Regions from separate parts of the Ovis aries genome. Here region 2 is linked to region 1. The links are chromatin contacts, called in public Hi-C maps. All regions are on one chromosome and are shown on one strand. The core of a region is the stretch at or near the end of the contact, and the rest is flanking DNA. Distances in the headings are between cores, read along the strand shown.

Region 1 (5,861 bases), core at 1,710-4,209:
AAGGTGTGCCTGGGACTAGTAGAATTCGGTCTCCTTGAGAAACATGGAGTTTGATATCAAAAGCAAACTTTTGATAGCAGTGAACATTATATTTGACTTTGGAGAGCATCCTAAAGATTTCTTGTAATTAGCATTGTGGTATTTCTCTGACACATAGACCCATAATATCAGTTGCCACATATGATTATTACTACAGTAAGATATAAGGAATTAATATTTTGAGGCATTTTCTTGATGGAGAGAAACTTCTGATTGATCCTAATTAATGATGTGTCTCTTTGCAGGGAGTTGAAAGTGATTTTTACTTTTGTGTTTGCTGCTAAGTATCTAGGTAGGAAAAACCTGACTGTAATTGCTTGATTATGAGCAATCAAAGTATCTCTCTTTTTTGTTGTTGTTTTCAGTGTTACCGAGTTGGTGCCTAATTTGATGCTTGCTCCACAGGCGGAGTGAATAGAACCAATTAACCTGAGTGTGGACGAGCAAGACTCCTGTAACTGATACGAGAAAGTGACTACAGTTTACAGATATATGTGGCCATTTGTTTTATGGTTTATGAAGAGAAAAATATTGAACACAGAGCACATGTTTATTTACTCTCATTTTTGCTGTGACTTGTAAAGTGGCCCAGGTTAAGCTGCTTTACTTTTTTCTGTCCCATCTAAAAAAGAAAAAAAGATAACATATTTGCTGTATCCTCATAAGACAATCATTTGATGTGAATATAACAGCTGCTTCTAGCAGTTTGCGAGCCCAGAGTAAATGGCCGTGGGCTTGTTTTGGTTGTAATTGATGCCCTGTCTTGTTTGACTTGGTTTTTCTTTGGCATTGCTCTCGGATCTCTGTTTTATGATCAAAGGAAAACACGACAGCTTGCTTCACTGGCAGGTAAAACAGCACCCTGGACCTAGGATCTGTAGTTCTAGTGTGGATCCTGCCTCTCACTAGCTGTGAGGCCTTCGGCAGGAAGACCTTAACTTTGTCCAGCCTCCATTTCCATTTTTCCTTTCAGTTCTGAGATTCTGCGATTCTTAGTTTATGGAGAAGGAAATGACAACCCACTCCAGTATTCATACCTGGAGAATTCCATGGATAGAGGAGCCTGGTGGGCTACAGTCCATGGGGTCACAAAGAGTCAGACGTGACTGAACGACTAAACCACCGCCACCATCAGGAAGTCAAGAAAGCTGACGTATGATGTTCCCTGATAGATCCAGTCCATATACAATCACTCAATCTTATCGACATTTCTCCTTCCTCTGAGGTTCTACTGAAGTATATCAAAGCTACACAATCTAACACACATTAGTCCTCTGATGATAAGCTCTAGTAAGGCAGGGTTCCATGTATGAAATCCCATCTCATCCCCCTGCCTCCATGCCCCCAACCTGGCCAACTCCCAGGTCTAGGCATCTGCTGTAGACTCAGTTCATATGTGTTGGCTGAAGGAGGAAGCTTAAGGACTCTGCAGCTATCTATTAAGAGTTGATTCTATTTATTTTACAGAGAAAAGAAAGGTCATTTGTCAAGAATTTTCTTTGATAACTTCCTCCTCCAGCACATACACCTAAAAATAATCTGTTAATTCATTCTCAAAAAGATTGAAAAAGTATGACTGTATTAAAATTTAAATCATGCGTACAACCAAAAGTAGCATTACAAAGTTAAAGACAAGCCGCAGGCCACAAGAAAATATTTGCAGAATATTTTTTTTTAAATCCTGTGTATCGCTTCCTTTGTGGCTCAGCTGTTAAGAATCTGCCTTCTGTGCGGGAGACCTGGGTTCAATCCCTGGGTTGGGAGTATCCCCTGGAGAAGGGAAAGGCTACCCACTCAAGTATTCTGGCCTAGAGAATTCTATGGACTATACAGTCCATGGGGTCACAAAGAGTCAGAAGTGACTTAAAAAAAATCCTGTGTATCATTAAGAAAACAGATAAATAACCCAACAGAAACATGAAAACACTGGGGAAGAGGAGGAAGAAGGATATTCATGCCCATCATTCATATTTCTTGGGTCTTTTCGTCTAACCTAGATTTAGTAGACCCCCCTATGGGTCTGGAGAAGGCAATGGCTCCCCACTCCAGTACTCTTGCCTAGAAAATCCCATGGGCAGAGGAGCCTGGTAGGCTGCAGTCCATGGGGTCACTAAGAGTTGGACACGACCGAGTGACTTCACTTTCAATTTTCATTTCATGCATTGGAGAAGGAAATGGCAACCCACTCCAGTGTTCTTGCCTGGAGAATCCCAGGGACGGGGGGAGCCTGGTGGGCTGCCGTCTATGGGGTCGCACAGAGTTGGACACGACTGAAGCGACTTAGCAGTAGCAGTAGCAGCATATGGGTCTATCTAGAATGGGTTGGGTTTAAGCAACTCATCTGCCTAAACAAGGTCCAAATGTCTTCCAAACATTGTATTTCGCTTGCGGTCATTTCCAGCTCATCAGCATTATTGATTTCAGATTCACCATGAAGAGAAAACTGTAAAACTGATACTAAGAAAGTGATTCTCTGAACTTAGAGACCAACTTGAACCAGGAAAGATGGAACCTGTGGAAAGATTTGGCTCACCATGCTGAACAGGTGTGAGTCGTGATTAATTTTGAAGAGATGCCTCTGTGCCATCCCCGCCTGAGCTGTCCTCTCGAACATCCCTGCTCTTGCTGCCACTCCGCCTTCTATCTTCCAGAGCTGGGTGGGTACAGAGCTGGAGTCAGGTGAGCCAGCTCTCACACTGCCCTCACTGGCTTATGCCACTCCTGCCCTCTGTGGCCTGGCGTTCTCTTCCTGGGAGCTCCCAGACAATAACCATTCTCTTACAAAGTTTATCATATGACCTCTACTTGAAAAGTGTACACATATTCTGTTTTTCCCATTGCCAAAGCTAATCACCATATTAAGATTACCCTATAAATACCTCTTGACCTACTCTGAGTTCTCACGCTGAATCCATTTAATAATAACATAGAAAGAGCCCTTGAACCCTGGGAGAGTCAATATTCCTCAAGAGCATCCAGCCCAAGACACATATGGCAAGTCTGTTGCCAAGTCTCTATTTCTGAGAAACTCCTTTAGTACGAGGGAGACTCCTGTAGGCTTCACTAAAGCACAATTTAGATGCAGCAGAAGTAGAAACAGCAAAGGTGTACCAAAGTAGGAAAATAAGTTGTTAAAAGCAGTGAGTAATGATAGCGTGTTATTGTTTTTTTAATCAATTTCTGTCCTCATGTTTCTATGCACAAGGTGCCTCCATCAAGTGAGTGGGTGATGCTTGTCTGAGTCCTGCTGAGCGAGCCAGTGCTGTGTGACTCACCTTCCGTGATATCAGTAAAGCTCCAAGCCTCTTGCCTGGGAATTGACAAAGGAGACTCTATTCTGAATATGTCACTATTTGAATCTTTAAATGTAATCCAATTACCAGTCAACTGACAAACGTTCTCAATATTCTTCAGGTTGTTTCTAATCTAGCCTGGCTGGATTTTATTGGGTTTATGTGTGTTAGCTTTGAGAAGGAATGGAAATGCCTGCTTCTCTGAGATGATCATTAAGTACCACCCCCTCCCTCGTCCCCCACCACAGCTCGGGTAGAGCAGAAAGGTGATCTCACAGGGTTTTTCCACACAATTATTCTGATTTTTAAAACACAAGTATGTGAAAGCCCCAATCATTGCCTCTTAAAATCCCCTTTGTGTTCAAAGAGGAAGCTTGGGGAATAGTTTCAGCAAAGTATCAGGAGTATCAGATAGCACTGATTCACCCAGTTCTGGAAACAAACCTCAGTTTCTTCAATCATTGGTTCAAGACAAGAAAACTCGAAAAATGTGAAAACTTCCCTTTGTCGTGTACTAATTTGGCAACAAACCAGAGATCAGCCTGTCCTCTGACAAATGTGACACACGAATTTGACAAGTGTTCCATCTTGTTCTACCCCGGTTCATGCTGCTCCCTTCTGGCTACATTGCTCCCTGGGGTCTCTATTCAAGTCTTACTCATCTTTGGAGGTCCCACGCTCTCCTAGTAACCTTCCCCAACTTACTGGCTTAGAGGGAGCTTTTCCTCCCCTGAACTCTTCTGGCACTTATATCAAAATCTCTCAATTGACATTTAGTCAATTTCCAGGGTAGAGATTTCACCGAATTCTTATTCCCACACCTATGGGGGTGCTGGTGCTTTGCCTACAGTGCTGATGTGCGGTGTTGGCTGGGTGTCAGGATCACCTGTGCAGCTTTCAGGAATTACACATGTCCCAGTCTCACACCACACCTTCTGAATCAGGCTCACTACCTGGGTGATTCTGATTTACCCCTGGAGTGAGAGCTACCACTTTGCCATTATTGTAGGGATTACATGAGCTAATATGTTGAAGTGAAGTGAAGTGTTAGTCACTCAAAGGTGTCCAACTCTTTGCAACCCCATGAACTGGGGCTCTCCAGGCTCTTCTGTCCATGGGATTCTCCAGAGAAGGATACTGAAGTGGGTTGCCATTTCCTTCTCTAGGAGGTCTTCCCGACTCAGGGATCGGACCCCGGTCTCCTGCATTGCAGGCAGACTCTTTACTGTGTGAGCCACCAGTGAAGCTCTCTATAGAGATATGTTGGCAGGCACTTTTGTTTTTTTTATTAAACTCTAACTTTCATTGTAAATTACAGCTTGAATGCTATGGCTGCTTCCTAGCTCCACCTTCAGCCCCTAGCTCCTACTCCCTTGCTTTTCAACAGAACCTCTGTATGTTAGAGGGCTGCCCCTCCTCAACACAGTCCGCTTGCTTCAGGGGAAGTCCTCCCCACCCTCAGTGTGAGGTGAGGGGCTGAACAGTCTATGAGGTTAAGTCCATGGTTCAGGAACAGGTGTGTGACCCAGTTATGGCCACTGAGAAGCAAGAAGAGTGCTGAAGGCTCCTGGGAAGGGTCTTCCTCTTTACTCTTTCTCCTGTTATTATCTTTGTTACTGGCCGCCACCCTGTGGTCTTTCTCTCTCTCCCTCCCCTTTCCCCCTTTTCCAGAAGAGGGGAAGAAGGTTTAGGATGAATCTGTGAAAAATCTTGGATCGGTAATGTTGAGCAAAACAAACCTGAGTTGATCTCAATGTGGACTTCCGCATATGCGCACCAATAAATGCCTAATTGTTTAAAACAGTTCTGTTATTGTGGCTGAATTATCCTCCTAGACATACTTGTGTTTATTCCTTTGATCCCAAGTATCACCTGGCATAATGCCCTATTTAGTAAATTGTCAATAAGCATTTGTTGAATGAATGAATGCATATGAGCGCCTATATGTACAAGTACTGGAGACATAACAGCCTAACAAAACCTCAGTCTTCATGGATTTTGTATTCTAGTGGGAGTAAAACTGCATTTGTGGACCAGGTTAGCAGCTTCTCTACAGAAGCAAGTTTTATGTTTCCACTTCTTTAAGTAGTTGGGTTCAACACTCTGAGTTAGAAGAGGAACACTTGTCCCGAAGAGTCACTGCTCAGGAATTCACCTGACCACCAGAGTGACTTTTTGATGCTAAAGAAAAAGGAAATGACAAGTGACATCAAGAAGAATACTTTGTTCCCAAGTCTGTGACTCAGAGGAAAAACTACAGTGCTCTTACTACTATACCTCGGCTCCAGAGCATAAGACAGGAAATTGCAGAGGACCAAATGGGGAGTAACCATCTGGAAGGGCTAGGAAATCATGATTTTAATAAATGAATGGAATTTAAGGAAGGGAAAACCAATGACTTACTGAGTGTCAATCTGTGAGTGTGTGAATGGTAACCACAAGAGGTAGTGATCAGTTCATCTCCAGATCTTCCCTCTGTGTACCGCAGGCAAAGGGAGGATGTCCTCCCCTTAGAGATTGCCCTTCAGG
Region 2 (5,346 bases), core at 294-2,793, 260 kb after region 1:
TCTTAGTTCCCTGACCAAGGATTGAACCTGGGCCCCTGACAGTAGAAGGATGGAGTCCTAACCTAGTGGACCACTAGGGAGTTCCTCATAAATTATTCTTAATGAACAGAAAAATGTGAAAATCCTGGAATATTTGGCTAACCCAGAAACTCAGAGGAAGGACAGAAATTCACCAAAGGAATTAGCCAGTGATTCATAAATCGAAAAAGGGTTTCTCTCTGTTCTGACTTTTCCACTCTGAGATTTTACTATTATTTACAAAGTACTAATAGATTGGAAGAGTGTGTATGTTACATGTAGTTTTGAAGAATATGGCATTTTTAGGTCACCTTACCAGCCAGACTTCCACAATTAACATTTTTGGGCATTTCTTTCAAATTTTCATGCAAAATTTTACAGTTAGGCTTATACTGGGTATATAATTTTATATCCTGAACTTTTTAGTTAGTAATACAATATGAAACATTCCTCTTTAATCTCTTCAGAAACAAAATTTAATAGCCACAAAATTCTGTCAGAAGTACCCTAATTTACTTAAATATCTCCTGTTGGATGCTTAGATTGTTTCAGCAACAGTGCCAAAAACAAAACCCCCAAAATGAGCATTTTTACCCAGAACCCTGGAATTTAATTTTCTCAGGATAGAAAACTGTTTAATTTTTTGCACCTTTTTTAAACACATGAAATATGGAATGATTAGCTCTTTGTCCTCCCTGGTTAACTGAAAATAGGGGAGCTGTTCTGTACAGTGTTGATTGGTTCTCCATGTTACACCCAGTAACGGATTTCAAAGGGTGAGTCACCACCATCTTCTGTTTGATCAAAACCGTCCCCTCCCTACCCTTCTCCCCTTTCCTTTAGCTCTCACCTATTTGGGTGCACTCTGATCTCTTGTCTCCCTGAACATCCTAGGGGGCTGGGTTACTCCTGGCTGCCAGTCTTCTCTGCATGAAAGATGCCAGTGTTGCTCCATAAATCTGCCACCTTGTGGCACTTGGTCTCCCCTTCCTAGAGACAGAGAGTCTCCTGGGTGTAAGAGCCCTTGTAGCAGCCAGTAACTGCACAGGGATATGAGGCAGCATAGAGATTAGGGTTTCAAGGGAAACGTGGATATATTTACTCCCCCAAGTCATCACATTGGCTGGTATAAGTCTGTTAGCATTTGAATGTTATCTTTTATGGATTCTGTGTGGTTTAGACCAGTGCCTGGCATGTTGCCTGGCTCCGGGAGTTGGTGATGGACAAAGAGGCCTGGTGTGCTGCCGTTCATGGGGTTGCAAAGAGTCGGACACGACTGAGCGACTGAACTGAACTGCAACTGAACTGAAGGCCACAGAAGCGGTTATTGTGTAACATAGGGAAGGGATCATGTTGCTTCTAAGGCAGAAACCTGCTAGGAGAGGTTTTCTTTTTAAAATAGGAATCTGTCATGCCACCTCAGAATTAGAAATAATGATTGCGTAAGATTTTTGGTAAGTTAGAGGTTTGCTGCAGCTGTGCTTTGCTCCTGATATTCTAAATCCCAAATTAGTTCATTTATTTCCAGAACCACTAGAGGGGGCCCTTCCCACATGCCAACGCCTCCTTTTTTCAGTCTATAGTTTTCAAACTAGTTTCCTCTTCAGTTCCTTAATTACTAGAGTTTCAGGAGCAATGAGAAGGTTGAGGTGTGCTATTTTTGAGATTTCCCTGTTGCAGAAGTTTGAGCTAAGTGTTAACTGCTTGCAGTTCAGTCATAAACTGGATGCCTTCAGCCAAGGTGGCTAGTGCTTGCAATAGGTTGTATTGTTGCTATTTAGAAAGCTATGCTGCAGATACTTAACAGAATCTTGTTAACAAAATGGCAACCCCTTCTTGCAATAGCCCTACTTGTTTCTCCTCAAAGCAGATTTTTTTTCTGTTTGTGACTTCTGAATCCTGTAGACCCAGAAGAGACTGTCTTTGTTTCCCCTGTTTGCTGCTGCTGACTTTCACCTTGCATCCCTTAATGTAAACAGCTTCACCTATGACATTGCATTTCAGTCTACCATTTCATCATCATCCCTCCAACACAACTCTGAGTCAGAATCAGGGTCTCTTACATTCTTTCACAGAATGATGACAATACTTGCTGGTTGGTTTTCTAAGAAACCTTCTTAGCACTCCAGTAGCCTTGGAGAAAGTACTATTATCCCTCTTACGGATTTTCCCAGAAGTCCAGTTTCCATACTGCTGAAGAGTAAAGTGTTCATCCTCTTGGGAAGCAGGTGTGAGGGAGCATGTGTGCCTGCTTGTGCACACGCACGGCCCTGCCTTCTGTTCCTCAGCTGGAGTCAAACAGTGACCTTAACCTTGGCCCCCGCTAAAGCTACATCTATGACTCTGATGCAAATAACTGGCGCTAGCGTGGCCTTACAGTGACCTGGAGTTTTTAAGGTACAAGTAGAGAAATAAGCAACATGGTCTTTTACTTCTGAGGTAAGAATGTCTTGTCTTTCATCTCAAGTGTGAGATTAAAGCTCTGGAACCTTCAAGAAAGAGAAACAACTGAAGCTGCATGCCAACGAGGTCTTCCCAGTGACGTTTTGCTTTCTTTCTTTTGTGGACATAATCCTGGAGTGTCTGCTGTCTAACCTCTGTCCTTGGCTGGATATTAAAAAGAATTGTTTGGGGACTTACCAGGCGGTCCAATAGTTAGGACTCAGTACTTTCACTGCCGGGGCCCTGGGTTCGATATCTGGTCAGGGAACTAAGATCCTGCAAGCAACACAGTGGGGGGGAAAAAAAAAGTTTGATTTCAGGTGGTCATCTTGATCCCTTGGGACAGAAGCATCTTTGCCATGAATTGAATTTATACAGTTTAACTTTGTGTGAGTTAATAATAGTAACTAATTACCTACTATACTAGACAGGGGTTTCCCTGGTGGCTCAGTGGTAAATAATTCACCTGCCAATGCAGGAGACATGGGTTTGATTCCTGGGTCTGGAAGATCCCCGGGAGGAAGAAATACAAGAATACTCCAGTATTCTTGCCTGGGAAGTCACTTGGACAGAGGAGCCTGGTGGGCTACAGTAGTTCATGAGGTCACAAAAAAGAGGCAGACACGACTTAGCGACTAAACAACAACAAATACCAGATAGACCCTTTTATCATCTCACTTAAGGGCAATAAATTTGAGGCGGGTGGTGGTAACTAGTCTGCACAAAAGGAAGCTTCCATAAGGGTGAAGTAACTTGCTGAAAAATTCCTGTTAGAGGTGGGGGGAGTCCCCTGGTGGTCTAGTGGCCAAGACTGTGCTTCCAAAGCAGGGGGCCTGGGTTCAGTCTGTGGTCAGGGAACTAGATTCCACGTGCCGCAAAATTAAAGAGTTTGCATGCTGCAACTAAGACGTGACGCAGCCAAATAAATATTTAAAAAAAGAAAAGAGAAAGTGGTGGAGCTGAGTAGAGAGCCCTGCTCTCTCCTATTTCGCTAGATCCCTTCTCTCTGACTCCCTTTTAAAAACTCAAAGTTGGTACCGACACTGGCAGAATGGCCTCCCACAAAGCAGGGTGAAAGCACCTCTGGGCCAGGTGGTTTCCGACCTGTCTATAAATCTGAGGTGTATTCACAGAGCTTTTTTTTTTTTTTCCTGCAGCTACGTTCATTCCCCACCCCCAGCCCATCTCCCAGAGATGCCAGGCCACAAAAGCAAAAAGCTTCGTTGAAACGCAATCCTGGGTTCTGCAGTCCCTAGCTTCAGATGGTTCCCGGGAAGCAATTGCAGATCCAAAACTTCCCCCACAGTCTGTACCACACACACATCTTTTGCAGAGGCGCATACTGGCTAAGTGCTTTTGATTCTGAAGTTCTCTAGCAGTTAACTGTCAATTCCTCTCAAGTCCCCAACCCTATTCTCAGCTCCCAGTATTAAAAAGGCAAAGATTGCACATTGAGCTTTGCCACCACCACTAGCCCTCCTCCTCCCCATGCCCCTGAGACCTCAGCTTTCCTGGAGGAGAGCCTGGGTTCAACCCCGTGCATCCTGAAGGGTAGGACTGTGATTCCACGCCCCTCCCCACACTGTCCCTTTCCTCTCTTGGTTCTCAAATGCACCTAGTTGTTCTTTACTTTGTAGGTATAAGAGGGTTTTTAAAGCAGTAACATGAGACGTTTGAGGTAGAGGAGGACTTGGAAGTTGAGGGAACTAAGAATAGTTCTAGATCACCAAGATTTTACTACTGCAAAGGCAGGGTACGAGGGTAAGAGTTTTATTTGTTCTTCAAGGCTGAAAAGATTCTCCAGTCTCAGCAAGTCAGGCCCCTTTTCTGGGATCTCCACAATCTATTCTTGCACCAACAGATTTAATCTGAAGCAGGAGCCAGGGCAGAACTCTCATCTGAATTGAAACCTGTGCTTTTCCCCAGGTTCTTTTCTTCTGTCACTTTAAAAACAGAAACCTTTTGTTTGTATGAATTTATAGTAAAATCCCGTTAAAACCCTCCATCCCGTGTGCACTATGAGCATTGACACCGCATCTGTCTAATTTTCTGTTTTGCTGTTTATTTTTGCCATTTTTATCCACAAGTTGTTTGTGGAATGCATGAATGATCAATAATAGCAGCTGGCACTTACTGAGCATTTACTGTGTGCCAGGCTCTGTGCTCAGCGACTTATATTCTCTATAGCAAGGGTAGACAAGCCTCACCACCCCCCTGAGAGAGGAACTGTTGTCCAAAAAACGTGACTGAGCCTCGAACGTGACACAGCTCTAAGTGGGGGCGGCAGACCCAGCCCAGGTTGGTCCTCCTAAGGTCCATGAACCTTCCACCTGCCCGCGGGCCGTGACCTGGGACACCCCAGGCTGCTGACCCCCTCTGGATTCTCCCATGGTCTGTTTCTATCGTTGCCATGATTCCCTTTGACTGGGTTCCCCCACACAGAAGGGGGCGTGGATGCTCGAGATAGCTGTGTTCTGTGCGGCCACCCTGGCCCACTCTAGGGCTGAATTTGGTAGCTGGGGAAGAATTGGGAATAATTCAGCTAGAAGTTTGATGAGAAATGTACAAATACCCCATATCCCAAGGAGTTATAATCTAAACCTGTGTCACCAAGCCTTGCCTCACCATCATATTCACTTGGAGTGTTGTTTATTTTGTTTTTAGTCCTTTTTGGGGGGCCATGCTGCTCAGCTTGCAGGATCTCAGTTCTCTGGTCAAGAATTGAACCTGGGCCACGGCAGTGAAAGCCCGCCATCCTAACAGCTAGACCACCAGGGAACTTCCCACTTGGAGTGGTTTTTAAGTATTTGTTTACTTATTTAGCTATGTTGGGGCTTAGTTGCGCAGGCTCAGTAGTTGTGGCACGTGGGCTTAGTTGCCCTGAGG

What was found. Hi-C and Micro-C count contacts between places; a contact is called where the count stands out from the background.
Region 2: a contact with region 1 is called in a Hi-C map of mixed tissues, with 3 times the contacts expected there. The contact joins two enhancer-like sites. A contact is called at or near these places in 2 of 16 Hi-C or Micro-C datasets (mixed tissues and skin fibroblasts).

The regions. Positions count from the first base shown.
Region 1 is chr22:30,433,077-30,438,937 of ARS-UI_Ramb_v3.0, forward strand. No RefSeq gene overlaps it. Among named protein-coding and RNA genes, the nearest start is that of SMNDC1, 15 kb to the left of the region's middle. Within about 2 kb of position 2,960, at least 3 of the 54 cell types and tissues checked have an H3K27ac peak or open chromatin away from gene starts, as enhancers often do.
Region 2 is chr22:30,692,013-30,697,358 of ARS-UI_Ramb_v3.0, forward strand. No RefSeq gene overlaps it. Among named protein-coding and RNA genes, the nearest start is that of RBM20, 32 kb to the right of the region's middle. Within about 2 kb of position 1,544, at least 7 of the 54 cell types and tissues checked have an H3K27ac peak or open chromatin away from gene starts, as enhancers often do.